Linked DNA regions of Sus scrofa: region 2 is linked to region 1. A link is a contact called in public promoter capture Hi-C data. All regions are on one chromosome and are shown on one strand. Each heading gives the region's core, a stretch centred on a gene start, on an enhancer-like site or on the middle of the called end of the contact. The rest is flanking DNA. Distances are from core to core; before and after follow the strand shown. Region 1 holds the start of CEP128 (centrosomal protein of 128 kDa). Region 2 holds the start of SEL1L (protein sel-1 homolog 1).

Region 1 (5,849 bases), core at 1,388-3,887:
GTGAGAAATAAATTTCTGTTGTTTCAGCCACCTATTCTGTTATTTCAGCCATCTATTTTATTATGGCAGTCCCTGCAAACCAAATATATCACATGACCTCTCTGTGCCTCTATTAACATTGTTTGTGGAAGAAGATTATGTACTGCAGGTAATAATCCTTGCAGGTTTTTTTTTTTTAACTCTAAATTTAGGTGATTCAGGTTGAGTATCAATTAAAAGCAATAAAGGTCATGTGGGAGAAAGTTCCATTGTGGTCCAGTGGGTTAATGATCTGATGTGGTCATGGCAGCTGGTCACTGCTGTGGCAATTGTTCAGTCCCTGGCCTGGGAACTTGCATATGCCACATGTGTGGGAGAAAAAAAAAAAAAGTTATGCGGGAGTTATAAGGTATATTTTGTGTAAAATCTTTTTTATTGGCTCTCTTATTTTCTCTCTTTTGTTAAGGATAAAGATTCTATGATCTGACTCCACTCTTTTTTCTGGGTATCCTATCTGTGTATTGACAGCACACCATATGACAGAAAACTACTATAAATTTAATAATATATTTTAAAATTACTTGGTCATCATGAACTCAAATGTGATTCTCTACCCATCAGGCCCAGTTGTATCCTCTGATTTCACTTTATCTTATTAATCTCACTTTAAAAATGGGACCTGCAGAATTAATTCTCTAAATATGATTGAACCAGAAAAGACAGATAGTGGGAAAATAAGTTTTATTAATGCATCCTAAGATTACATTAGCTTTATTGGTAGCCATTTTTTTCCTTTTCCTTTCTTTCCTTTTTCTTTCTTTCCTTTTTTTTTAAGGGTCTTTTTAGGGCTGTACCTGTGGCATATGGAAGTTCCCAGGCTGGGGTGGAATTGGAGCTGTAGCTGCCAGCCTATGCCATAGGCACAGCAACACTAGATCTGAGCAACATCTGCAACCTACATCACAGCTCATGGCAATGCTGGATCCTTAACCCACTGGGCAAGGCCAGGGAGTGAACCCATGTCCTCATGGATACTAGTTGGGTTGGTTACCTCTGAGCCACAACAGGAATGCTGGTAGCCATTTTTCCTGCAGTTGGTTAGCTATCACTTCCTCTGAAGTTTCTTTTTTATGTCTATCCCCAGAGCCTATGTGATACTCTCACCTGAATTTGAAATATATATTTTTTTTAATAATTTCTCTCTCTCACTTGACTCTGAGCAACATGAGGGCAGAGATTATGTTGTTTATCTCCTCATTTTTACTGTACCTTCGGTGTCTTATACAATGGATTATAGAAAGATTCAGTATACATTTGCTGATTTAAATAAATACATTTTTTGGAAAAATTAAAATGTTAAAGAGTTATTATTATACTTCCACATGCATATTTGGAAAATTTAAGGCTGTTCTGAATTATCTTAATTTATGTATTAAGTGGAGTGTATTCTTGAATCACGTCTTTCAGCAAACAGCATGAAGATAGATGCAGATACACAGGGAGATCTTAAGAAGAATTATTTTATGTTCAAACTGAATATAAAATAAACTACTGCTCAGTGATGACTAGAGCAAATATCTGAATGATTCTAATACATTATTTATGATTTTTGTGTGTGTGTGTGTGTGTGTATGGCTGGGGGAGGAGGAGAGAAAGAGGGAAATAGAAAGGGAGAGTGTGAAGTGGGGAAAAGCTGAGAAGGGAGAGAACAGTTTTAAAAGGTTAGTCTCTGTGTTTGAAAGACTTAGAGTGTGGCAGAGGAGACCAACTGGGAAACAGATGATTACGGTACAAACTTATTAGAATAGGGAAACTGTGTAGTTTAAAAATGTGAGCTAGCTCTTCTTAAGGTAAAGCTTTCACAGATAAAGTAAAATTTGATTTTAGCCTTGAGGAAGAAAGAATCGATGGTCTTTTGGGGGGAGCAGAAAGAATGCTCCACCTAATTTAATTTTCACTTAGCTTTTGCAAAGTTCAATTATTTGTTTTATTTGAGGTTTTTGTTATTACCTTTTCAGGACTGAAACCACTTCTCTGAGTGGAGTGTGTCTCTCTCACGCTCTAGAAGGACCGAGGAGATGACAACCCTACACTGAAGGTAGCAGCAGCCATGAAGTGACAGCTTCATGTACTTTGTGTTTGCCATGAATGAGCTATGTGGTTTTAGGCGAGTCACTTACTCTTTCCGGGCCTAAAGGATTTGATTAGATAATCTTCTCTGTTCCTTTCCAGTTCTAAGAATTTATGAACCTTCAGAAAAAGACATTGTGCCCTGGTATTAGGGGATTTTTACATTTCGCTGCTGGAAATTTTTCCTGTTCCCCAAGGAGTAAAAGAAACATAATTTATGTTAGTATTGCAACTAATTTGAATTGTTATTGTTCACAAAGTAAATATTTTAGGCTTTTATGACTATGTTAGCGTCAGCTCTCTAATTCACTCTCTGGTGTTTGCCTCTTTAGAAGCAACTGGCCCTTTAAAAAAAAAAGAGCAGGGCAGGAGGGTGCGGCCGAGGGACTCAGGTGCCTGCAAATCCGGCTTCTTCCGGTTAAGTTAAGAGAAGGCCAGTCGTATGGCATCCTGGGAAATGCAGTTTCTCTTGGTGCCGATCTTCCTTAGTAACTCCTTGCTTTTGAGCATGAGGGACTACAACTCCCAGAGGGCCAAGCGGTAGCAGCGGGGCTCGGTACACTTGCTGCGGCTGGGCGGCTAGTTCAAGTTGCCATAGCTGCGAGTCTGAGGAGAGTTGAGTCGGTTGTGCCGCGGCGTCTGGTCAGTTACACCTTCTGGGTCGCTGGTGGACGCGGGAGCCCTGTGGGGCCTTGGCGATGATCCGGCATTAAGGGCCCGGGGTCCTCTTCTATCGCAGGTACCTGCCCCCAAACCGTCCCCTCGCCTTTTTTTTTTTTTTTTTTTTTAAACCACTTCCCTGTCTTATCGTAGATGTTAGGTTCCCGCTTCCCCTCTTCCCCGTGGTGGGGACGTCAGATCTACGCAGAGATTTGGGATAGGGCCCTGGGTGGGTGGTGTATGTGTAAAAGTTGGGGGAGATGGCGTGCCTGGCATCCCGGTGACCCCGCCCTTGGCGTGGATGTCCACAGTCAGGTCCTGGGCAGGTTAAACAGGGAATTTCAACTTGGTTGTCCTTTTTTGAGAGCAGCTTGTACTGCCGCTAGTAGCAGTAAAGCTTGAGCTGTCAAGGAGTTAGCCTCGTTCTTGCCACCCTCCTTACGTGTACTTTTGCCGGGCCTGCGATATAATTTGACGTTTTGTACCTGTTTTAGAATCGCAAAAATTTGCTACCCTTGGGAATGCTGTATCGGTGACTTGTCCTTCTTTTGACTATATGGCTGTTGCCCTAACGTCATCTGCTAACAATTCCTTGAATTATTTTGTAGGAACACCTGATACTGAATTCCAGCGACATCCTTTATTGGTTTGATGGCGCTTTGTCACTTTCACATAGGCTTTGTAGCCTTGTGCCAAGTATTATGTAAAATTTCTAATACAGGGCCTGGCCCATTGGAAGTGCTCAGTATTTATTTATTTTTAATTATGCAGACCTGTGCTGTAAAAACGTAGTGTGAGCCACACAGGCAAATTTAAATTTTCTAGTACCCACACTCAATAAGTAAAAAGAAGCTGGTGAAATTACTTTGTAAATAGTTTGGTACAATGTATCCAGAATGTTTTCATTTCAACATGTTGTCAATAAGAAACTTGAGACATTTTACATACTAAAAAACTTAGGAAAAAAAAAAAGGTACTAAGCAGTTGTGTGTAGTTTAAGTTTATAGCACACATCACTTCAAACTGACCAGATTTCAAAAGCTTATTAGCCACATATGGCTAGTGACCACTGTATTGGACAGCATAGATAGAAGATTAAATTTTTTGTAGTTTTATGTTTGCACAGATAAATTTGGGTGTGCCTATGACTCATGCGGTGAACTTTGCTGCTTTGTTAAGAGTGAAATTTGTATCAGACCTGTGTCCTCTCTGCCATTGCATGACTTGGGTCACTTTGAATTCTGTCTTGACTTGTTGATTAACAGAATACCTTTTTTTGTTGGAGTGGTTTATGGATGTTTTCCAGATCCACTTTTTATGTGGACAACTACCAGTTTACTGGATAACTTTCTGTGGATTCTTACAAACTGCTTTGAAAGTAGTCACAAAAAATGGAAAATATTTCTGTCCATAGCTCTGACAACCAAAGGCATTTTATTTTTACTTATTTAATTGCAATACTAACGTAAGAAGATCTGGGCAGTTATAAAATATTTCCTTTGGGTGTACTAGCACATAGTTCATTTACTGCCTTAGAAATACAATTGAGGGAGTTCCCATCATGGCACAGCAGAAACGAATCCGATTAGTATCCATGAGAATATTTGTTAGGTCCCTGTCCTCGATACTCTGTGGGTTGGGGATCCAGTGTTCCCGTGGGAGAGCTGTGGTGTAGGTCACAGAAGCAGCTTGGATCTCATGTTGCTCTGACTATGGCGGAGTCCAGCAGTTGCAGCTCCAATTCGACTGCTTAGCCTGGGAACTTCCATCTGCAGTGGGTGCAGCCCTAAAAAGCAAAACAAGCGAACAAACACACAAAAAACAATTTGGCCCATCAAATTCACGAGTAATATGTTGATTTCATTACCTGCCTTAGTTTAACATTTAACACTGATAGACATGCTTAGGAATAGTATCTTTGACTAGACTTGGGCTACAGTTCACATTGTGACATGATCTAGTCAGTCCAAGGGATGGCCAGGTATGGGTGGAATTCTCCAGTGAGAAGTATACTGGCTGGGCACTTGTATGTGAAGCATTCCTGTGACTTCAGTGGGGCTTTCACATGATCCAAGGAGCATCTTCTCTGTTCTCTGGTTTATGATATATATTCTCTGCTGTGTACACAAACCATACACAGAGGGTGAGCTTATTTTTTCTTTAATTGTTTTTAAAAAATTAAGGTTGTAGATATGTTTTATCCCCTTGTTTCATTTATCTGTAGGTGGTTTGGGGGAAGTACAGGGGCAACCAAAGATCATCCACTTGACTAGGCCTTTTGCCCTGAACCTCATGAAGAAATGATAGGAGGCAGACATATGTGCTGGGTGTGCTTTGTAAGTATGCTTCCTCCCTGATTTATTGAGATGAGACATTTTTGCGTATTTATAGTGGAAAAGAATATGTCAACAAATAGGCTTTTAAGGGGCAAGAAATCCCTTTCTAACATACATTATCCAAATAAATAGGATAGTTGTAACTGTATTGTTACAGAAATTCAGGGGAACAAACTAGATATCTTATTAAAAGCAACAGTGATGCATCTGTTTCATTAGACAAGTATTTGAGAACCTATTTTGTCTCAGGCACTATATCAGGCATCTTTTGCATGATATTTATTATGCTTATCTTCATTTTATAAATGAGGCAGTTGAGGCTCAAGTTTCTTCAGACTCCAAATTCCGGTCCTGCCCACTACACAGAGGCCACATTGTATCTCTGATTGCCCTCTAATAGGATTTAACTTAAGGTTAATATTTTTAGATTGTGCACTATATTAGCAAAGTTTACTTTTAATTTACATATTTAAATATTCAAATAATTCTCTTATCTTTCTTAGTTTTTTCAAGGTATAATGGTCTTTACATTAAAATTGAGATAGATAATTGTATTCACAATTTCCATAAAATGTATATGTGGAAAACGAATTGTCATTGGTTATCAAGTGAATAGTGTTAATTCATGTTTTACAACATAGATTTAAAATTCTGGACACTTTTTAGTGTTTTAACATTGCATTTTGATAAAGGGCACTTAAATAAAATGTATAGGGAAGACCCACTGGGGCCATGTAGTAATAC
Region 2 (5,555 bases), core at 1,944-4,443, 520 kb before region 1:
GAACACTGATAGAGACAAGCAGAACAGAGTACAGACAGCTGAACAAATAGTAAGGAAGTCTGTGAATTAATAAATAATGTTAACATTTGGTACAAGTAGAGTGAGTACATAACTTTAACTGGGAATGTTGGCAAGAAACCTGGAGGGGTTATGCTCAGACTGGATAAGACCATCGAGAATTCATAACCTTTTCACTAATTCACCATCATGCAATGTAGCAGGCTGACAAAATAAATCTAGCTTTTCCACACTGCATTCTAGACCTGCTCTGGATACCTGGAATTTCCCCCAGGAAGTCAAGGTCTCAGAACACGTCAATTACTCATTGCTGGCTAAAGACAATAGCTCTAGCAGCTCTAAACCCTTTTCAAATTAAGGCAATAAAACTAACTGTTTTTAGTAATCTTAATAAAAGTTAATTTTTAGTTTGCTTTGCTTCTTTGCTTCAACCAAGCAACCAATAAGAAATAACATTTGCAGATTGTTCTACAATGAAGAAAAAACTTTTATCCCCTGTATATCTCTTTCGAACCTCATAACAGACCTGGCAAAGTCAGTATTATTAACATAACCAACTTTCAGATGAAGTGAAGAGGAGAGAAGTAAAATTCGTGTATAATCAGGGTTCAAGTGCTCCTTAATATTTTTCTGTAAGATAAAACTGTGGTAGGTATTTTAAAATTAAACTATGGTAGACAGCACGTGCTTTGAAAATATTGTCAAAACATGTTATAGGTAAGGTGTAACTATTAATCAACAAATAGCTATCTAGTGCTGGTAGGTGACAAGTCCAATGCTATATACTTATACACTGAATTATATAATTGCCTTTGGCCTCAGCAAGCTACAATCCATTTAGAAAGCAAGTTTGTGACTGTTCTCTAAACACTTGTAGAAATGAGGATTAATAAGGACTGGCCTGAGCAGAGAAGGCTCAGCCAAGATGAAATGCAAGTAAAATTGGAAAGATGACAGGGTTGTAGCTAAGAAGAAGGAGCAAGGGCAGTGGGGAGAGGATAAGGGAGCCTCTGAAAAGGCAAGTGAGCGTTAATTTGCAAATCTGGAAAACAGTAAAAGAGAAGTTAGACATTAGTCTTTGTAGTACAGGATTTTTTTTTTTTTTTAAGGCTGCACCGGAGACATGTGGAAGTTCCCAGGCTAGGGGTCAAATTGGAGCTACAGCTGCCAGCCTATATCACAGCCACAGCAACACCGGATCCAAGCCATATCTGCGACCTACACCACAGCTCACAGCAATGCTGAATCCTTAACACACTGAGCAAGGCCAGGGATCAAACCCACGTCCTCATGGATACCAGTCAGATTCTTTTCTGTTGTGCCACAAGGGAACTTCTGAAGCACAGGACTTTAAGGATAAGAAGGACTCAGTAAAGAAAAAGATGAAAAAAAAAGTTGGGTCTTAACCAAGCAGTGAAATTTCCCAATCTTATCAATCAAATAATCACTGTTTTGGGAGTTCCCATTACGGCTCAGTGGAAACCATGACTTGGGTTCAATTCCTGGCCTGGGAATGTCCGTATGCCTGAAAAAAAAAAAAAAAAAAAAAGGCAGAAGGCCTTTTTCTGTGGAAGGCAGAAGTTTCTTCCCCAGTACTGCCCCAAGAAAGTAGAACTGTCAGCACAAGTTTCTGTTTTGTCAATATAAGCCCTAGTATTTTTTGATTCTGTGGCAAAGGTGGCCATTAAAATTTTTTGAACAAGAATATGAAAGCAGTGTTTAAGGAAAGTTAATGTGGCCACAGCGCACGATTTAGGTTAGAATGAAGAAAGAATGGTTTGGGTGAATATGGCTAGAACTTGGGCACACCAGGCAACTAAGGGAAAATTAGAGCCAGCAGGGACGTTTTCGTGAGAAAGAGGAAAATGGTCACATAATATACCAGAGTTTACTCTATGATTTAAAACCAGAGGACCTCTTAGGAAGCAGTGTTAGTGATAGAAAGAGAGATGAGTGCCAAAGAGATAGTAGTGAAAAAGAGCACACTTCTTCACGGGACAATATTTTTCCTTCATCTCCTCCATTGTGAATGTTGAGTAATAGTTTTTTTTAATCCTCTTCTATGAAATAAGGTTGGGTATCAAGACATGTTGGCCAGTGTGGACTTCTCCAAAACCCTGAACTCAGGCTGTCTAGGTTCCAGATCTAAGAGCTGACTGTGGCTGGATACTAAGCAAAGCAAAATGACACAAATTGAGGAAGGGTCAGGAATACCAAGCCACTGCCCTATTACATAGTGGGAGCATGCCTGGAGTTGGTACTTGATAACACAAGACTATTTCCACTCCTGCACTGCAATCGCTGTCACCTTTATCTCCAAATACATCAATCTAGACTTCTGAACCTAGTCAATGTAGGATCTAGGTAGTCAATGTAGGATCTAGGTAGTCAATGAGGAAGGGAGCAATGTAACTCGGAATGCAAGAGAAAAGGAATGCGTACAGGCGTTTGAAAGGGTTTTGTAAAGACTTTTGGCCTCTTTTTCGCAGGCACTTATTATCTGGTAGCCCTCCGTTAAAATGAATACTAGCATTGACAAGGTCTGTACGAGGTGGGGTTTATTTCCTTTTGTTTAGGGAAAAGGAAAACCAAGTGAGTTCCATCCTGGTATTGTTTTCGTTTACGATAAAAAATACCTCGAATTCAGTCTTGTTGTTGTATTTTTCCTCAGTACTGATATCTATATCCAATACAAATTTTCTAAATAAAACAAAGGGGAAGAAAAGCTGAATACATTACAAACTCTTAACCTTATAATGTGTTTCATTATATTTATTTGGCTCAAAAACAAAAAAACTGCGAGTTCACGGCCTTGAGTTAGTGTCTAGCCCAAGTGTTTAAGTTTTCTTAACTTGAAGAGCCACCAGCGCTTTTAAACATTGCCCCCCCCCCCACCATGGACTACGATTCCCAAGAGAACACACCGAGAGAGGCCCATGAAGTGCATTGTGGGAATTGCAGTCCTGAGTGACGATTTTTTCCCAACCCTGGACTCCTGCTCGGATTCCGGGAGGGTAGGACACAGGAGCTACCAATTAGCTGGGGCCATGTCGGTGAGACCGTGGTCCAATCGGAAAAGCCGGTGTGAGGGGCTCGCATAATGATTGGCCAATGCCTGACCCCGGAGGCGGGGCAATAAGGTGGGCGGGAAGGTCGCGGCGATTGGGCGAGGAGCCCGCGGCGGCGGGCGGAGATTGGCTGCGAGCTGGGGAAGGGAGGCCTGGGAAGGGGCGGAGGAAGGAGGCCAGAGCAGGAAGAACAGCGGCGAGGCGGCGGCGGCGGCTGAGTCGGTGGTGGCTGAGGCAGAAAGCGACAGCTCCAGGGGGTGCAGCGGCCCTGAGAGCAGGATGCGGGTCGGGGTCAGGCTGACGCTGCTGCTGTGTGTGGTGCTGCTGGGTTCGGCCTCGGTGTCTTCGGGTCAGTATCCGCCCCCTCGGACTGGAGGCCAGGAGCCACCGCCCCCCGGCCTCCATCCCGGGGCAGGGCCGTGGGGGCTCCGGCTGGAGACTCCACTCTCTCTGGTCACAGCTCGCATTTGCTCGTCACTTGCTGTCATTTCTGGGGCTTGGGTTGGCCTGGGCCGGAGCAAGTGTTTAGGGGAGCGTGAGAGGGGAGGAAAAGAAGGGGCGGTCACCCTGCCTACACCTCTCCTCACTTCACAAACTTTACACGACTCGTCACGAGTGAGGAATTGGCTTCATGGGAATGATCCGGACAGCTGGCTTAGACCTCCAGTGACATAGGAGCTCTACCGGAGCTTCCACGAAGCTCGTGTAGATTGTGTGCTGCATCAGTTTCGAAACTCTGGATTTGGGATTTGTAAATTTAGTGATTGACACACCTGGGGTTGTCACTGGGCAGAGCCGGATCCATCAGAACCAGGATGTCCACAGTTTTTTGGTGGGTTTGTTTAGCAACTGAGGTGGTCTTGTCTCTGTCTCTCTAAAAACGAAGACTTTTTATTTAATTGTGCCTACTGTCTACCCATTTTAAAGAAATACTCCTAAGAGAGTGGTTTTTACCTCTCTCACAGTTTGAGTTGCCCCATGTTTTCTGAGAGTAACTACCATTTCTGAAAAAAAATCTTGGTGCTTAATAAATGTAAAGTGGATAGCATCTAGTTTTAACTTTTTACGTAGGTACAGAAATTCGTATGCTTTTGAATTGATTTTCCAGTTAGATGATTTATACTCTGGTCTTGAAATGATCATTTCCCTTTTTTTAATAGTTTAATCTGCCTACACTTGAAAACGTCTATTTTGAGAGTGTTGGTAACGAAATACTTAGTGTTTCTAACTGTTGGTAGAGAAACAATTAGTACAATAAAGCTTTTGAATTTTAATCAGTTTCAGTTCACAAAACAGCTGTTCTGTGGCTTTAAATTTTTTTGGAACAAGGCAGGGTATAAATGTCAACTTTTTTTCCAACAGAAAATTTCCCAGATGGTTATTTGAATCCTCAAATTATCTGTCCTAGTTGTAAGTCAATGCTGTAACGTCATTCTGCTTCTAAAATAAGAGGTCTAAACCTAAAATTTTATCCATAATGTAGCTTAAGATACCATTTCAAAAGCAACGAGCATATGCCAGTTACTTTCCTGCCAACATCATGCTTTGAGGTCTGCTCCCCACCTCCCCTTTTAGTGTTGATTTGTGTTTATGACCATATCTTTAAAACACTGTGTAACTTCTGAAGCACTGCTAGCTAGCAGTTTGATCTAAGAGGTATGGAATGAAACGGTTGAGTGTAGTGAGTAAAGTACCCTAAGGACTGTGAGCCACCTGCCTCAGAATTCCTCTTAAGGGTTTGTTATAAATGCAGTTTTAGGTCTGGAACAGGTTGCGGCATCTGTAGTTTAACAGGCTTCACAAGTGATTCTTCACACTAAAGTGTAAGAACTACTAGTTTTAAAGAACATGGTACATATCCTTCTGAATTCAGTTTGCAGAATTTAAAGAAAGTCAAAACATACATTTTCTTGCATCTTCGTTTGACTAGATTTCATACATCTAAAGTGCCATGTCAGTGGAGATGATACTTGAAGTCTTTTAATCAGTTGGAATTCTCAGTTTATTGTAATAGGAGACTATTAATACCCAAGTGTTAAATCTTTGGTTGTGTTGATATAAACAGAGGACTACGTTCATGAAACGACTGCTCTGATTTCCATCAGTTGAAACAAATTTCTAGAGAAAAAACATTTCTCTGGTAGAGGCAAAAATCTTAACCAGAACTAGAACAATATAGATGTTAATGCTGACAAGTGATAAAGGCACTACTAACCTCACATGAAGTACAAATATCATAAAACTGTTATATGAGATAAAGTTGTATAAATTGAGTAAATGGATTTTCAGGACTTTTTTATTGATTAAATTGCTTATTTTTATGGACTATCAGCCTCATTTTTACTTTGGATTTAAAGGTTTACTCCTATTTAAAAGTCAACTCTTGGGTCATAATTTTGTGTCGACTTAATGTTTGAATGTTAGTAGGTACCCAGAGCAAGTTGCATGTATTGCCAGCTAGGACATGAT

What was found. Promoter capture Hi-C pulls out the DNA fragments that hold promoters and counts their contacts.
Region 2: a promoter capture Hi-C map of liver shows a contact between it and region 1, with 7 times the contacts expected there. The contact joins the promoter of SEL1L here to the promoter of CEP128 in region 1. A contact is called at or near these places in 2 of 5 promoter capture datasets (fetal liver and liver), 5 of 47 Hi-C or Micro-C datasets (embryonic fibroblasts, heart right ventricle, psoas muscle and 2 more) and 2 of 2 datasets of contacts at active chromatin or transcription factors (alveolar macrophages and skeletal muscle).

Annotation. Positions count from the first base shown.
Region 1 is chr7:103,757,111-103,762,959 of Sscrofa11.1, reverse strand. CEP128 (centrosomal protein of 128 kDa) reads left to right here and starts at 2,637. Exons shown (of 27, transcript XM_021099567.1): 1 at 2,637-2,848; 2 at 4,994-5,105.
Region 2 is chr7:104,280,888-104,286,442 of Sscrofa11.1, reverse strand. SEL1L (protein sel-1 homolog 1) reads left to right here and starts at 3,193. Exons shown (of 21, transcript XM_021099584.1): 1 at 3,193-3,435. The coding sequence starts at 3,366.